Regions from separate parts of the Sus scrofa genome. Here region 2 is linked to region 1. Evidence: chromatin contacts called from public HiChIP or PLAC-seq data. All regions are on one chromosome and are shown on one strand. The core of a region is the stretch at or near the end of the contact, and the rest is flanking DNA. Distances in the headings are between cores, read along the strand shown. Region 1 holds the start of SNX30 (sorting nexin-30). Region 2 overlaps SNX30 (sorting nexin-30).

Region 1 (2,620 bases), core at 53-2,552:
GGCGCTGATACAATCACAGCTCAAGTCCTGGTCACAGCTGAACTAGCAACTCTGCGGGGGGAGGGGGGACGCCGCCCCTTACCCCTCACCGGACTCTGCTGTCTCTCAAGGCAGCGGGAGGGTCATGCTGCTCTAAGGAAAACCAAGAGCCTCTCTCTACACAAAGAAGGTCAAAGGGCGACCTTTCTTTCCATCAAACACAAAACCAGCCTCTGCCAAACCCTAAACAGTGTGGGAGATCGGCAGAGGTGGATGGAGCTCCAAATAGGAAACCACAGGGATACGCTCCTCGCTCCTCCCGCAGCCAGCTGGGGTCTGAGTCAGGTGACTCCTCAGGGCACACAGCAAACCTAAACAAAGATCTCACTCCCCACAAGACAGAACGAGGGTAAGACGCCTCTGGCAGTGAGACCACGGAAAACCATTAACTCTTGCTTCTTGGCAATCCCAGCAAACTGGAGGAGCTACAAGTGACACGGTAGCTCAGCTTTCAGGGATGTGTCCGGAGGATCCGAGACCCCATCCCAGGACCTAGGACCTAGTACTGCACCCACGCCTCCGGCCACAACCGCCAGGCGGGACCCCTCCCCACCAGCTGTCACTGGCGCTCCCGACCAGTCACAGCCGGGCAATTCCGTCCCTTCTGTCCGCTCCCCCTGCGGCTGCGACCCCGCGGGGGCGGCAGAGAGATAATTTTCCCAAGGCTCTGGGGCGAGGGCACGCCTGCCCCCGGAAAGGAGCGCCAGGGTGGGCGCGGCCCGTGCCCAGTGGTGCTCCAGGTATCTCGTCTCCCTAGGGAGCGAAACGATTCCCAGTCCCACGTGCCCTACCTTGTCGCCGAAGCTGCGGGCCATCAGCAGGTCCGGACTGGGCGTGCTGTCGCCGCCCACGGCCTCCTCGCTGCTGGAGCCGGCCAGCGGGTGCGGCATGTCGCGCAGGGAGTGGGGCCCCGTGGACGGCAGGGCCTTGGGGGGCCTGCCCGACATGGCGCGCACCGCTCGGGACTCGCCGCCGCCGCCGCTTCCTCCTGCTGCCCGCCGCCGCGGGCTCCCCCAGCGCCCGGGCCAAGGCCCCGCTCGGCCGCGGCTCGGTCGGAGGCCCAGCACCAACCGGTCTGGAAGCCGCCGCCGCCGCCGCCGCCGCCGCCACCCGCGGGCTCCTGTCTGCCCGCGCTGGGTCGGCTGAACTGTGCTACCCAGCTCCGCGCCGCGCGCCCCGACTCTGCTCCCGAGCCCGTGGCGGGTCCGCTCGCACCTTGGCCCCGGCGCCAGCCCAGCCCGCACCGCCACGCCGCCCAGCCCGCTCGCGGCCCCGCCCCCGCGGCGCCCGGCCGCTCTGGGAGGGGGCGGGGGCGGGGAGAGGAGGGCGGAGGGAGGGGCACGGGGGAGGGGGGAGGCGGGCAGCTCCGCCCCCGGCCGCCGTCCCGCAGGAAGTGCGCCGGGAGCCCTCCGCCGCTGTCCTCCGAGAGTCCAGGCTCGCCTCCGGGAGGCCGGCCCTTGCAGGCTGCGCGCAGACCCCCGGAGCGGATATTTAACGGAAATCAGGGGTGGAGAAAGACGTTGGAGGATCTTGTTCCGTTCCACCGCGATCACTGGTGCACCCAGAGGCAGCCGCGCTTGGAGCTGGGGGCTTTAGGACACGCACGGGAGTGGGGATCTTCTGGCCTCTAAAATAATCCAAAATGGAAGATATTACGACGCATATTATAAGAATGGCGTAAAAAGATTATGAGGCTCCCAGGGGATCGAGAACATCGGGCAAGGAACCTGGAAGAGAATTCGAGGAGGCGTGTGGGGTTTCTTCCGATGCAAGATCCCCGTGGTTTTGCATCTGCGGGTCACCCGGGTTTATGTAAGGTTAAACCTCAGAAGAGTGAGCATCAAGAAATAAAGGCAGGGAGTGCTACCCAGGATCAATGACCCTTACACTCACACCTTGACCGAGGCTCCCGTTAGTTTTCATTCTTTTGTGCTTCCTTTCCAGGCCTTTGGCTGGGCTGGATTCTGAGGTTTTTATGTGCCAGCAGAATGGAGATTGCCAAAGCCTCTTGGCTCTTTGAAGTTTACCTCCTTTTTCCACCTTACCTGGCTTCACAGCTTCTGCGCTCAGGGCCAAGTCTGTAGAGGTCCTCAACCTGCTGTAAGAACAGGTCGATACTCACAAAGTAATGGGTAGAGGGGCCCGTTGTGAAGGGAGCACGTTTTTCTTTGCCCCTGTCGCCAAACACTGGGTTCGTCCACTTTCACCCGGCTAATCTTGAAGCTGGGATTGACTGTGGTCTCCACCGCGCTGTTTTTTTCTAGAATACCTCATCATTCTATATACTTCAGCAGGAAGAGAATGCAGAGGGTTTATGCTAACACACAATAACACCCAGGGATTCACGGAGCTTCAGAGACCTTACCTTGTTTTCTCTAGTGCAAGTCATCTGGCCTCAAGGCTTGAGTTCTCATCTTTTCTCTCCCCTATGTGGGTCTGTCTTGGTTGTGGAGAACAGGACCAGGGGGCACTGGAAACAGATTTAAATGCGGCATCTACCTCACAGGAATGCCCATGTCTGGTCCTCTTGGAGTTGAGTAAAATTCACACTTTTATATTCAAGAGCTGCTTACAATTGTGA
Region 2 (2,620 bases), core at 46-2,545, 72 kb before region 1:
TTGCTCCCAACCAAAAATAAAAGAACATCAGGAGTAAAAGAAAAATTTGCCATTTGCAACAACATGAATGCACTTGGAGGGTATTATGCTAAGCAAAATAAGTGAAAGACAGAGAAAAATACCGTATGATATCTCTTAGATGCAGAATCTAAAAAATACAACAAACTAGCAATATAACAACAACAAGAAAAAGAAACAGACTCATAGATACAAAGAACAAACAAGCAGCTACCAGTGGGGGAGGAAAGGGGGGAGGGACAAAATAGGGGGAGGGGATTAAGAGATACAAACTATTATGTATAAAATAAGCTAAAAGGATATACTGTACAATAAAAGGAATATAGTCAGTATTCTATAATAACTATAAATGGAATATAGCCTTTAAAAATTGTGAACCTCTACATTGTACACCTATAAATTATATTTTATAATAAAATTTTAAAAAACACTTTGTCCTAATTAAGAACAATCACCAAGCCTGATTAAATTCAAGGCACTTGAAAGTTCAACCAATGATTCACTGCTTATTAACCTACCTCCTGAGTAAGCTAAAAGCATGTATACTTAACAGGACAAAAATAAAAAGAGCCCACTAGAAAGTAAAGTTAGACATTTTACGGATTATCTCATGTTAAGAAAAACAACTGTTGCATTACAAACTTCTTCCTATTAATTCCTATGAGTTTACCACTGCCCAGAACAAAACTGGGTCCACAGTAAATACAAATGCACCCCTCCAGCAAAGCTCCCTTCATGAAAACTGAAGCCAACATTAAATTTCCAAGTGAAATTAAAATCTAAAGAGCTTAATAAATGTATTTACTTCGTCTCCACAATCTATCTGTGCCCATCGAGTCATGAAAGCTATCAGCTGTGTAATTAGTTGTGCACCAGTAAATGAAGCAGTGTTAAAACCAACTTCTGAGAAAAAAAATAATAAACTAAAAACAGAAAGTTTTAAAAAAATAATTAAAAAAAATAAACTAAAAACCATGTCACAGTGAAGACTCTCTGGTGGCTCCAACTGTTACATAATCCAGAAAAACAAAGTGAATTGCCATTATGAGATGACAAACATATGCATCCAGCACAATTCAAGAGTTTTAGGATGGCATGTGAAGAACACCTGATTATTTCTTTCTGATTTTAAAGTTCCAGGAGGAAAAAAAAAAAAAAAAGCTGCATAAAAAGAGAGAAATCTATTGCAACACCATGTGATCCTACTCAGGCAAAGCCACAATCGGCTTAGGAAGTAAGGGGTTGGGTTTCCCTGGTGGAGTCCCAGAAGCTGCCAAGTTCAGAGCCACAAGAGCTGGAAACAGGGCAGGTCTCAGGACACCAGTGGGAGAGAAGCAAAGGAAAGAATGCAGGGGCCTCCCCAGAACTACAGTCTGGCTGGCGTTCACCTACAATTTCACATGGCTCCAATGAAGCCCAAATAAAGTGGGAAATTTATCTCCATGCTCCCAACAGAAGCAGCAGACTCTGAAAGTTCCGGAATTCTCACATATTTTTAACCACAGCTGACTTAAAACTGGCACAAAGAAACCCCAAGAGCAAGAACCCACCACCAACCCCTAATTTTCCAACTGATTCAAAGGATTCTAAAGTTCATCTTAAAAAAATAAAACATGCCAATACACCGAAAAAAACTCTGAATACAAAAAATATTGGGAGGTGTGTGCAGAGATGGGAATCTACCCAACCAGGAAATAATCTATAAGCTTATTCAAAAGTGTAACAGGGACATAATACTAAAGAGATCAACAAACCAAAAAGAATAGCCCAAGAATGCACAAATCTAATGCACGACCTAGCCTAACACACAAACTAGGATAAAGGTGAGCTGTCCCAGAACCACTTCTGTAAAGAATCAGATCCTACCATCTCACGCCAGAATAAATCCTAGATTTAAGCATAAAAGATGAGGACATTAAAGTAACAAAAGAAAATACAGAAAAAAAAATTTTAACATCCTAGGTTAGAAACGAGGTTCAAAGCCAGAAACTATAAGGGAAAAATAAACTTGCCGGGAAGGAAGGGATGTTATCTTTCACGGAGTCAAGACGAAGATCAACCACAACATGAGAGAAAACACTCTCAACTGGGTTAACTTCCTTTGCAGATATGGAGTGTGTACAAACCAATAAGAAAAATTAAGAGGCAACTCATAAAAGAAATACCAATGTTTAATTCATAGGAAGATAATTCAGCCTCACTGATTAAAAGACATGAAAACAATTTCAAAAATGAGTTCAATGGATTAAAGACCTAAATGTAAGAGGTAAAATTATAAAAATTTTACAAGACAGCATAGGTATAAACCTATGTGATCTACAATTAGGCGATGGTTTCTTAGCTAAAAACACCAAAAGCACAAGCAAATAAAAAGATACATTGGACTTCATCAAAATTTAAAAACTTTTATACTTCACAGGATACCATTAAGAAAATAAAGCGACTACTAAATGGGATGAAATTTTTGCAAATCACGTATCTGAGAAGGGACTAGTATCTCGATTATATGAAGAACCACTATAACAATAACCAAAACAATTTTTATTATTCTGCCAATTTTGCCAATTCTTAAACAGCAAAAGATCTGAACAGATATTTCTCC

Evidence for each region. HiChIP or PLAC-seq counts read pairs in DNA pulled down with a chosen protein or histone mark.
Region 2: a contact with region 1 is called in an H3K27ac HiChIP or PLAC-seq map of skeletal muscle, with 4 times the contacts expected there. The contact joins the enhancer-like site here to the promoter of SNX30 in region 1. A contact is called at or near these places in 2 of 5 promoter capture datasets (fetal liver and liver), 32 of 47 Hi-C or Micro-C datasets (adipose tissue, alveolar macrophages, blood and 16 more) and 2 of 2 datasets of contacts at active chromatin or transcription factors (alveolar macrophages and skeletal muscle).

The regions. Positions count from the first base shown.
Region 1 is chr1:253,427,143-253,429,762 of Sscrofa11.1, reverse strand. It overlaps SNX30 (sorting nexin-30), which reads right to left and starts at 1,302. Exons shown (of 9, transcript XM_003122081.6): 1 at 831-1,302. The coding sequence starts at 986.
Region 2 is chr1:253,499,591-253,502,210 of Sscrofa11.1, reverse strand. All of the region lies in intron 3 of SNX30 (sorting nexin-30), which reads right to left. Among named protein-coding and RNA genes, the nearest start is that of SLC46A2, 70 kb to the left of the region's middle. Within about 2 kb of position 1,295, at least 9 of the 83 cell types and tissues checked have an H3K27ac peak or open chromatin away from gene starts, as enhancers often do. A contact at or near this core is called in adipose tissue and skeletal muscle, where this site is marked.